3 separate regions of the Mus musculus genome follow, and all the other regions are linked to region 2. A link is a contact called in public Hi-C data. All regions are on one chromosome and are shown on one strand. Each heading gives the region's core, a stretch centred on a gene start, on an enhancer-like site or on the middle of the called end of the contact. The rest is flanking DNA. Distances are from core to core; before and after follow the strand shown. Region 1 has its middle 180 kb from the start of Zfat. Region 2 has its middle 210 kb from the start of 1700012I11Rik. Region 3 overlaps Zfat (zinc finger and AT hook domain containing).

The links. Hi-C and Micro-C count contacts between places; a contact is called where the count stands out from the background.
Region 1: a Hi-C map of bone marrow-derived macrophages shows a contact between it and region 2, with 17 read pairs. The contact joins two enhancer-like sites. A contact is called at or near these places in 1 of 15 datasets of contacts at CTCF or cohesin (large pre-B cells), 13 of 484 Hi-C or Micro-C datasets (B cells, the BV-2 cell line, bone marrow-derived macrophages and 7 more) and 1 of 115 datasets of contacts at active chromatin or transcription factors (bone marrow-derived dendritic cells).
Region 3: a contact with region 2 is called in a Hi-C map of bone marrow-derived macrophages, with 13 read pairs. The contact joins two enhancer-like sites.

What each region holds. Positions count from the first base shown.
Region 1 is chr15:68,075,292-68,079,191 of GRCm38.p6, reverse strand. No RefSeq gene overlaps it. Among named protein-coding and RNA genes, the nearest start is that of Zfat, 180 kb to the left of the region's middle. Within about 2 kb of position 1,606, at least 9 of the 459 cell types and tissues checked have an H3K27ac peak or open chromatin away from gene starts, as enhancers often do. A contact at or near this core is called in bone marrow-derived macrophages, where this site is marked.
Region 2 is chr15:67,432,980-67,436,773 of GRCm38.p6, reverse strand. No RefSeq gene overlaps it. Among named protein-coding and RNA genes, the nearest start is that of 1700012I11Rik, 210 kb to the right of the region's middle. Within about 2 kb of position 2,288, at least 7 of the 459 cell types and tissues checked have an H3K27ac peak or open chromatin away from gene starts, as enhancers often do. A contact at or near this core is called in bone marrow-derived macrophages, where this site is marked.
Region 3 is chr15:68,165,375-68,169,335 of GRCm38.p6, reverse strand. It overlaps Zfat (zinc finger and AT hook domain containing), which reads left to right. Exons shown (of 16, transcript NM_001145888.1): 9 at 472-621; 10 at 3,410-3,583. Among named protein-coding and RNA genes, the nearest start is that of Zfat, 92 kb to the left of the region's middle. Within about 2 kb of position 1,300, at least 29 of the 459 cell types and tissues checked have an H3K27ac peak or open chromatin away from gene starts, as enhancers often do. A contact at or near this core is called in bone marrow-derived macrophages, where this site is marked.

The DNA.
Region 1 (3,900 bases), core at 357-2,856, 640 kb before region 2:
ACATAGTGGCGCATCATCACCCCCTTCTAATACCATCATTTCATCAGCATTTCAAATTCTGGAGTGCTCCCAAACCAGTTGCAGAGATGGGAAACATGCAAAGTTCATCAAGTCACCCCCAACATGCAGACATGCTTGGGCATGCAGGGAGGGGCAGGGGGGGAAAGACAAAGACAGAGAGACAGAGATATGAAAAGCAATGTGAATGAACATACCATATCAAAGTGTGGGATGGTGGAGCAATCTGTGTTATATGTGTGCAAACAGGCTCAGAAAACAGGGGACATATCCCATGATGAGAGCAAGTAGGTGCTTCCATTGAGAGCTATGTACCCGCAATGAGGGTTTGGGTAAGGCTTGTCCCTGCTATGTCATCTTCTTGTTGCCTTCAGTTCTTGCGGCTGCTGACCTTACCACCTACTGTTAGAACAGGACAGGAGGGACTCAGAAGGAGACTTTAGGAAGCCACCCCTGCAGCAAGGACCAGCCCCTTTCACTGTGGTCCTCCGCAGAGACACAACTATTCTGTTAGTGTAAGTTGGGCATCAGGAGCCTCCATGGCCTGCAAAAGGAAAGCATCCATCCATAGTTGAGGACACCGTTGATCTAGATGTCTGTTCTGGTCCTCCATGATGTCATAACTCACCCCAAACTGCCTTTGCAGTGAGCAATAATTTTGTTGGAATATTGGCAAATCTAAGGCCATCCCTTCACCCCTGGGAAGTTTTCATAGGAGCCGACTGTGTGTTGGTCCACAAAGGGCGATCCTCCAAATGAGCTGGCTCTTTCAGTGACTGAATCTACACTCTAGAACTGGACATATTTAGTGAACGTAATTTCAGGTAGGTGAACTTGTATGAGTGGGATGCTGTGAACCAGAAACCCTTAGGTGGGGAATGTGTTAAGTGCCTTATACTTGCACCCAATTAGCACTGACCTTGTCTGTGGGAGGCTGGACAGAAAGATGAGAAGAACCCAGCATGTACTCTCTTGTCTACATTCAGTTCACCTAGACAATGTTTGACCTCTCTGGAGGACAGGATTCTGGTTGAATAGAAGGTTAAGTTTGTTGTACCCAACCCTAGACCTCCCACTCTTATCCCTGGAGGATGTTACAGGCTAATGGGAGAGAAGAATACCCCACTTGTGGAAGCCAGTATGCTGCCAAGAAGTCCCCTCACATATGATTGAGTTCTTTGGGAGTCCTAGTGAAAGGCAAAGACCTACTGATATGTTTGGCAAAACATGATATGATGTGAAAGGAGGGTGGGAGGATGTGAACCCCGAGGTACCAGTCATATGACAGATCTATGAAGTTTATTTTGAGTCATGAGAAAGGGGTTGAGAAGGAGGTAGAGGCAGAGAGAGAGGAAACAGAGGACAGAAGAAGAGAGGGGGAGGGGGAGGGAGAGGGAGAGAGAGATTGAGATTTAAGCTGAGAACCGAGCAATGATGTTCACAGTGGTGTGTCCAGTTCCAGCTCCCCTCCCATACTCTTCTAGCATCTGAAGGTACAACTTGGAGATGGATATGTATGTGGTCCAAGGGGCACAGAAGTGCAAAGGAGGAATGCCATTGTCTGAGACAATGGGCCACCAGTAGGGGGAGCTAGAATTCCCTTGGTTGGTCCAAGCTGACAAACCCCAGGCTGGTGTTTGCAGACTACTAGTATAGAGGACCTCTTGAGTGTCCAGGAGAGTGAGAGGAGGTAGAGCCATTCTCTGCCTCTAGAGCAACTCCATTTCAGCCTGCAGCCTGGTGTATAAGAAAAGGACTTGGGATCCTAGAAGTCCTACATTCCTGCTTGAGCCTTCCTGGCAGTAAGCCTTTTATTGGCTGGGCTTCAGTGTCTTCCTCTGGAAAGTGGAGGCACTCAGGCATTTGTGGTCATTCATTATACAGATGGAGATAAGAGCTCAGATCTTTCTAGGGCCTCCTATGATGCAGAGCACAACCTTAATGAATCCCACTGCGAGGACCAAAGGCCATCCCACTGAGATAGACTGAGAATTCAAGCCAGAAGTCTTGAATCTTTTCCCCAATTATGCTATGGACCATGAGTGACCCTAAAAAGTCTCCTCGGGACTGAGTTTCTCTTCGCAGGTTACAACTTTGTAGCCTGAGATGTATTTCTTTACTACAAAGACCTTCAGTTCGCTTGCTCAGAAATGAGTGTTTTCACTCTGTAGGGCTAAGGCAATGATTAAGTATAACTACTGTAGAGCTTGCCAGCTAGTATGTAGGCTGTAGCTATATATAGTATGTATGCTCACTATTTGACATATATCTACATGGTCTGCTCTAAGATAGTATTTTGGGTCTTGTGGAGCTGGAAGGACTCCTGATAGAGCCTTGGGCCACTGCAGTCCTATAGAGACCAACAAATACTTTCCTATAAAGAGCCAGCCAGACGTTAAATTCTGTAAGCAACACTGTCTCTGCTGCAACCACTCCTCTATGCCACTCTAACATAAAAGCAGCTGTGTCAATGAGTAAGCTCAATTGCATTCCAACACAACTTTATTTATAAATGTTGGAGATGGCCCAACTTTGGCCCACAAATAATAGTTTGTTGACCCTGTCCTAGACACTTGGGTCTACAGGGTCAGATCGTTAAAAGCTGCAGATATATTCATGGTTTTTTTTTGTATTTCCAACAGCCAAGAACTTTCACTGTCAAAAATCTGACACAGTTTTTACCTAGGTACCTTTCAACAAGAACCCCCTGGTGCCATTGGTTGAAGATGCCAGTCCTCCCTGCTTGAAGAATGGGAGAGAAGAGTTGTACTCTGGAGCTGCCCCAGGCCCCTGAGGGTTGCCCTTATGTCTAGGTATCCATTTCCTGCTTGAGGAAGGAAAGTAGAGTATATAGACATCCTGATAATTTGTTTTTATTATTATTATTATTATTATTATTATTATTATTTATTATTATTATGAATGAGTCAGTCATATCTGCTTTAGTGGCTTCTAATTCCTTTAATGGTGCTCTGAGGAAAATAAGACAGTGGTAGAAGGGGAATATCCTGTAACCAAAGTGCTGAAACACTAAAAGGGTTGAATGTGTCCGTGTCTCTAGCTGCATATGTAGCAGAAGATGGCCTAATCAGCCATTATTGGGAGGAGAGTCCCTTGGTCTTGTGAAGATCATATGCCCCAGTACAGGGGAATGCCAGGGCCAGGAAGAAGGAGTGGGTGGGTTGGGTAGTAGGGCGGGGGGGGGAGGTATAAGGGACTTATGGGATAGCATTTGAAATGTAAATGAAGAAAATATCTAATAAAAAAAAAGAAAAAGGGGTTGAATGATTGAAGCAAGGTGAGGCGGAGGTATTGTCTGTGGATCAAGTAGCCCTGTTCTCTGTTCCCCCTGGCCACAGATATGGAGGTCTGTGTCCCTCCTGAGCACCCTTCTATAGTGGATCCTTCTTCCGTACAGCAGCTTCTCCTCACTGGGTTTCCTTTCTCTCACCTTGCTAAGCTTCCCTCCCTCCCGGCTGCATCAGCCCCTGATGGATGGTCCCTTGATGGGCCAATCTTAATTAAGTTGGATGATCTTCCTTGAGCTTGCAAAATGCAATTAATTCTTTCAGCCCCAGCCAGCTATGGGAGCTCTATTTGATTCAGCTGTCCCTCCTGGAAAGTGCAGAGAAATACACAAGTTCTGGGCCCTGTGTTGCCGCCCTGAGCCCAGTTAGGTCATCCCTGGTGCTCACCAATAGATGCTCTAAACCTCTGGGTCCCATTACTGTGGAGTATGAATCATGGCCCATGCTGAAGAATCAATACAAACCTCCAGTGTGTTTCCATAGTTAGGTGTCCTGCCCTGCTACAAAGCCTTTGTCCTGGAAACCTTTCCTGACTCTGGTCTCCTGGGGCTATCTCTTTCCTGTCTCTGGCATC
Region 2 (3,794 bases), core at 1,039-3,538:
CCTTTGCTGAACCTTTTTATGAGATTAGCTTTATACAAGCTTAATGTATGATCTGGAAGAAATATTCAATGGCAATATCATCAGATGTTGTTACAAAGTTCCAGAAGGAAAGGCAAAAAGACTATTGTGTGGCAGGTAGAGAAAAACAGCAATGTCTGGATGATAAATGAAATTGAGAAGTCCAATAGAGAAAGGAAGGGATATGTTTTTAGGATTGCAAGAACAAGTCAACGCTATCTTTTGCCAGATACCTCTATATGAATAGGAAGGAAAACTTCACCACCACATTGCAATAATTTCAAGAGAACAGAAGAAGGAAAATATATTCATGGTAGAGTCAGTAACAGGGCCTGAAGCACAGTGGGCTTTCAGAAGATAACTGCTTGTGATGATTAACTTTAATTATCAATTTGACACAACCTAGAACCATCTGGGAAGAGTCTCAGTGAAGGGTTTTCTACATCGGATGGGACTATGGACAAGTCTGTGAATGACTGTATTGGTTTTTTACCAAATTAAGGAAGATCCAGCCTGAGAATAGGAGGCACCCTTCCCTAGTTTGGGACCTGAACTGTGTAAGAGCAGAGTAAGTTAGCTGAGACCTATACATTGTTTCTCTCTGTTCTTGGCTGTGGATGTAATATGATTATGTGCTTCAAAGCACTGCCTTGATATCACTGCAAAAAAAAAAAAAAGAACTATAACCTGGGTAAACCAAAATAAACCCTTTTCCAAAAGAGTTGCTCTTTGTTGGTATAATGTATCATAGCAACAGAAATGAAATTAGAAAAATGCTAGTGAAGAAAAAAATAACAGGGTGAATACAGAGACCTCAAGAAAATGTCCTGAGGACATTGTTCTCATAATCTATAATCCTTCTAAAAGCATAAGAAAAGCACTTAAAAACACAGTATGACTTTTAAAGGCATTCAATTAGGTGATCAATTATATTAAGATATAAAATATATGATAATGAGACTGTGCATCTCAGACACAATCAAAGGAGTTATATTTTCTTATCACCCCTAGAATTTCAGTTCTTATTTTCATGCCAAAACTGTTTACTAGTGAACATGGAGGTGACCCATTTCTTTTACTAATTTACACTTATCTAATTCCCTAGTAACTAATAGTCACTCATTTATTCAGTGGACATTGACAGGGGTCTACAGTAACACATGCCAAACAGAATATTTTTTCATCAGATAGCAGAGTGTCCAGGATATGCAATTATGAGGAAGATCAAAGAGTGCACAGTGTCAGCAGATCATCTGCTGGGTGGAAACAGACCTGCATCATCAACCATTATAACTACACTCATGGTGACTGTGAACTTTGAAGGAGGGATTACTTGGGTGATATTAGTGACAGTAGACTTGGCATTATGGTTAACCATAGGCTCCATTTTTTCCTGACCATATGAGTTGGCCACTAGTCACCAGGTAGGTCAGAGATGTCTGCCTTTGGGCATCACTAGAAAGATCAAAAGGCATTCTAGTAGGGACTTCTTTGCAATGTAAGTTCAGAGTCAGGGCCGAGAGCCAGTGGAAGTGAAGCAGGAGAGCAGCTGTCACTATTCTCCAGAGTCCATTAGGAATAAAGTAAATACTTTTTGAAGAAATGAACACACCATGTGTTTTGTGGACTAGGTGGCCAGAATGGAGGTCAGTGGTCCCCTTTGAACCCCACCTATCCCTGCTGGACTCATTCATGCTCTGATTCCACATGCACCAAAATTCCTTTCTTCAGTCTTGCTATCTGTCAACTTCCACAAATCTCATGGAAATCACATCAAGATGTATATATGTATATTTAAAATGCATGCATATGTGCATGAATGCATATATAGGGTTAAAGCAATATATCATTTTAAGTTTTAGTCCAGAACACTGTGATCAAAACTGCTTTTCCCCTCAGATTGAGAATTAATAAATAAGAATAACCATAAAATAGCTAAAATTAAAAAAAAATCATTGGGGTTGGTTTGATATTCCTTCAGAAGGACGAAACAGAAAAATCCCAAAAGCTAGGTATCTTTTCTGAAGAGTTATTGTTTAAAAGCTGACCTCATGTTTTGTAGAGTTTGGTGCTGTAGCTTGTAAACACCTAATGCATCTAATAGTCATCACTTTTGACACAAAAGAGAAGACTCACCTTAAAGGTTTTGTTTGATACCATGAGTCCTCATTCTGTGGAATTTGGTTTTTCTTTTTACTACCTAGCACCAGGCCTTGCACTGGCAATTATACAGTGATTTTTCACAAGGTCCAGTAGGTGGCGCAAGAGAGCAGGCACTCTGGCCAGTGGCTACAGTGAGGCTTTGGACAAGTTGGAAGCTGACACCTGAATGTTAACTGTCCTCCTCAATTAGGTCAGTCACACATCCATTCAAAGCACATATTACTTCTGTAGTCCTGGCTTGAGGTTTGGGCAGATACACTGACTCTCCGAGTCTCAAAGAACAAGGCCTGACTAGAATTTACTACCTATACAAACATCTTAAAGTTCCATTCTTTTAAGGGACTATGGAGGACGGGTAGATCTTGTTAGGTAAGGGAAATGGAATGGTTATGGATGGATAGGGGGGAAGGATGGAACCAGAGAATCAACTTGGGAGGGGGAGGAGAGAGGGAGACAAAGGAGGGATTATGGGAAAGACAGGGGGACCATTTGAAGGGAAACCTATTATAGTAGAAGCCTCCTAAAATATGTGCATATATGAAGACAATGTAAATAAAATATCCAAGTAACAGGGAGAGAGACCCCCAAGTGAAGATCTCCTGTCACTCAATGAAGCTCCCAGTACTATGATTGGCTTACATCTAATTGAGTTGTTGGTTAAAAGGTTTCCATGAGAACCTGCACACAACCCAGGCTGTTGCCAAGAGAAGTTGGCTCTCCACAAACTGACAGCTAAAGACAACACCAATACAACTCGGGGAACATGAAGTTGAGTTGGTGTCTAACACACAGCCTTAATCCCTATGTTCTGGCATCTTTGCTGCAGTACAGTAGTACTCTGTACACTACCAAAAGAGACACAGAAACACAAACCCAGCCACAAGTGCTTTGATCTACAATACTGTTGTGCCTATGAGATATGTTAGGGCAATGGTGGCAGAAAGTTTCTGGGAGTAACAAGCCAACATCTAATTTGACTGATTCCATCAGATGGAACCCTTACCAATACTGCTTAGGTGATTAAGAACCTGAAATACACACACACACACACACACACACACACACACACACATGCGCACGGGCACGCAAAAATGTTCATTGCAATGAGGCATTGGTCATTGGTCTGTTTCAAGGCCTCTGGCTTCTGCTACATCATCAATACTGTACCCTCACTGAGACTCCTCTTGGATATCCTGTCGTTACCCTGTGTCACGGAGAACCTGCAGCTTTGGCTCTGCAGGACTGGTCCCTTCATGAGCTCCAGCATTTTATGGATGGAGTCGATATCTGAATAGGCCAACTCAAAGCCCTGGATCTGGGCCTGGGTGGTAGCTGAATTGCTCTTCTATACTTGCACCACCAATGCCAGCTTTCCAGCCCAGGTGAGAGGAGGGTCTCCTTCTGTGCATCTATGGACATCCACATGGCCCCAAGCAGCAGCCTAGAGCAGAGAGGTTCCAATGGCTTTAAGAAGTAACATGGGCCATGAGTATCAACTCAGACCTCTACTGATGCAGAGTCATGGACCCATACTCTGTGGCAGCATGGGCCTGAACATCACCATGGCCTCTGGCAACAAGGACAGGATACTCACATCAGGCTGTTTCTCACTA
Region 3 (3,961 bases), core at 51-2,550, 730 kb before region 2:
GCATCCTAAGATATTTATTATGTATGGTCATTTAAAGTATCCTGGGTTGATATGAGATTTTTTTTTTGTATAGTTTGTTTGAATCAAGCTGCAGTATTTTAGTATTTAGTACTTTATATTATTTATGTTCCTTGTAGTCTGTAGAGTCCCCAGTCTGCAGTCTGTTTTCCACACTAGTGACTTCTGGGAGAAACTGAGTTACTTTTCCTATGAAAAGCCTGTGTTGATTTGTCTGGTCATTGCCTTGCAGTGTTTTCTCTGTTCTTCATACTAAAGGTTAACAGAGTCTTAGATCACGGCTTGATCAGATCCAAGTTTAGCTTTTTCAGTAAAAACACTGTCTCATGACACCAAGGAGGCACTTGATGGACATTTCTTAGGTATGCAGGTGCTCCACTGAAGTTTATTTACCTCACACCTGAAGAGCAAAGTGCCGCATCCCCTCTGATTACCACCCTGCTTTTCTGACAGAGGTCTCCATGAATACCATTTCTGAGGTTCTTGGGAGAAGAGTCCAGCTCAAAGGGCTAATTGGAAAGCGAGCCATGAAGTGTCCATATTGTGATTTCTATTTCATGAAGAATGGCTCAGACCTTCAGCGGCACATCTGGGCTCATGAGGGTGAGTTGTCTTTCCATCTGGAACATCTATTTAATTTTATTCTGTGTACATTATTTTGGGATTACATAAAGAGGAAGTTTGCCTTTGCATACCCTGCTGTTGTGATTTCTTTAGCATGTAGATATATGACTCTAGCCAATAGAGATCAGAGATTAAGACCATGACTTTAATTGCAGTTGCAGTTGTGGTTAATAGAGGTGTTTCCCATCTTCTAGCTCTGGATATAACTGTAGTGAATTAGACCACTGTCCTTTGCTTACGGGTTAACTAGTGTCCTGAGAACAGGAAAGCCCATATGTTCTCTGGGCAGTTGCAGTGCCCACTACTCTGCTCTGTATGTAACTAGCATTGAAGAACAATGGAACTATGAAGGATTGGCAGTAAAACGGGCTGCTGGAGGCTTGACATTTTGGCAGTGTGGAGCGTCACTGTTTATACTGTAGAGAGAGGATTGGAAAGTGGAAGGGTTGAGTAGAAAGGTCGCAGTCCAGAGAAGCATAGGGGCTGCTGTGCTCTGGGGGCTTGGCCAGGACTGGAAGTGTTGGACAGCTACTTGCAAAGATTCTGACAAGCTAGGAGTCAAGGGTCTTCTGTCATCGACCTCATTCCTTGCCGCTAGAGGAGAATGTTGCCCTCCTCAGAATGAGGAAGGTGCAAGTGGCAAAGTGCCCTGCTAGTCCTGCGTAATAGTTCCTTCCTGCTTGTCGGGAGCTTGACCACTATAGGCAGGACTGTAGGGTCAGAGGAAGATGGATGGCCAAGTATTTTGCATAACATACTATCAGTGGCAGGGCTCAGGGGAGGAGCTGATGGGCAGAGAGTCAGTGAAGAGAGGAGGCAGTGGACCTGAGGTGCAGTGCTGGAACTGAAAGGTGCTTTCTTGTGTGCCAGCACTTAGTAAGCACTGTGGGCCCAGTGTGTACTTTCGGCTTGCTCATGGTACGCTAGTTAGTGCATTCAGGGACTAGCAAGCCAGGTTAGTTTTACCAGTGAGGAACACGAGGCACAGAACGCTATGAAATGCTCGTGTTGTACAGCCAAAAAGTAGTGGGAACTGGGATTTGGACCCATGCTACATGATTCTAAAGCCCTGTTCTTTACATCTTTACTGACTCGCACTAAGAGAAAGCGATACCTCCCATGTGGAGGCAAGAAAGGAGGAGTTGACAGTGGTGACGAGATGAATACCTATATGTCATTTTCTGAGGGCACTGAAGGAAGTCATTGCTAGGAGTTTTCTCAGTAGAGAAGGAGGCAGAAGCCTTTGTGTGGAGATTGGTTTAGGATGGTGCTCAGGGGAGTCGTCTGGGAGTGGTCAGAGACAGACCACGAACCTGACGCTGATGCAAATCCAGGGAGATGGCAGCCTGAGGATTATAAATCTGTTCCCCTGGGGGATAATGCTTGCATGGCAGACAGAGGTCTGGAGTGGGAGAGCGTGGTTCAGTCTTTCCTTTCTTTGTATGTGACGCAGGATGGGACAAATATTCCATCTTCTGGTCACTTTTCCATGAAACACAATTATAAACTGCCTTGAGATTTGCTGCAGGCATCAGTGAGATGGTCTCCTACATTCCTCAGAAGAAGACCCTGTGTATGTCCAGGCTTAATGTATAGCCAACACTATGCATTCAAGGACACGGGGTGTCAGTATTCCATACCAGGCTTAATGTATAGCCAACACTATGCATTCACAGGACACGGGTGTCAGTATTCCACATTGAACTTCTGGAAGAAATCTCTCAATTTGAAAACCTTCTGAATTCTGAGAAAGGTTTAGGAAACGAAAGGCTGCAGTTTTAGGATGGAGTGTTCATGGCCTGCTCTTTTTCACTTGTCTATGAATTTCTTTATAATGATGGAACTGTAAAGGATAAAGAAAAGCCTACTTACCCACATTACATTATTCGCGAGTCTTTGGAGCTAATCACTGCAATTGCACTGTAAGTATTCTTTCTCCCAGCTCACTCCCAAAATAAAACATGGAAAAAGAGCAGCAGTAGGCAAATGCAAAAGATAAGCATGAAGACTAACAAGAAGGGGCAACATAAGATAAGTCTGGGGACTCTCCATAGTCATAGGTGTTGATCACACGTGAGGAACTTCATTCACACGGTGGGCAGGTGCTCAGAGAGTCTAACAGTTCAAAGAGGTCAAGAAATGCATTTGAGATGAACCACGACAGCAGTTCTCACACTGGCTGGGTGGGGGAAAGCAATACAAGTGGAGTAGGCACAATAGCTTGGGAATAGTTACATGTGAGTCATGCAGAATGTCCAGTGTTTTGTGCTTCTGTTTATGTTATGAATGGGAATATTCTTCCAGACTTGACCTGAGTGCCTGATCCTATTGATTTTTGCAAAGAATGACGTGGCCTATAATTTTATTTAGTTTAACTCAGTTGAGTTGGATTTAATGACTGCTTTGTAAGTTGGGCAGGGTGTCTGTCTTCAGGGAGTTACCAGACTGTAGGGAGAGCAGAGGTGATCAAATCACTGTGGTATGCAAGAGCATTTTGGCAGGAGGGAGCTGTAGGATTACAGAATGCTGATAGGCAGCTAGAACTGTCCTGAAGCCGAGGCTTGGGAACCCTGACTTCTGCGGTATTTCTGTAAGGCGGAACAAGATGAGGTCGGCCAGACATGAGGTGTGCGGACACGTTGGGAGTAAGCAAGTATACTGCTCTGTTCAGTTGGATGTTTTATATGGTGTGAACTGTTCTTTGGGATCCCCACCCATGTTTGCACAGACACGTGTAAATGTACAGCTATCCATTTCTCGTTGGTAGGTGTGAAGCCCTTCAAGTGTTCTCTGTGTGAATATGCAACTCGTAGCAAGAGCAACCTCAAAGCTCATATGAATCGTCACAGCACTGAGAAGACCCACCTCTGTGACATGTGTGGCAAGAAATTCAAATCCAAAGGGACACTGAAAAGTCATAAGCTCCTTCACACGTCTGATGGTGAGTTCCCAAGCTCCAGTGGCCTGTAAGTGCAAGGCTGGAAGCTGGCATGCCAAGGCCAGCAGAGACTGTCCGATCCCGGGTAACAGGAAAACACTAGACTTCACAGGATGTACAATCTGAAAGTGCACGTGGTCCTAGCCTGTCTTTCTTCTCACCAGGGCTAAGCACTGTCTCCCTTCAACATGCTCTGCATAAACCCCTGTGGGATACGTGAGCATGTGTCATAAGCAGGGAGAGGTAGACTGCTGGAGGAAGTAAGATGTTAATGTTTGGTTCTGGAAGTTTCTGTCCTCTTTAGCCTTCCATCTCACCTTGAGCCTGATTGTAAGGATAGCTGTGCTGGCACCTGGCCTGATGTTTTTAACATCAAAGCTA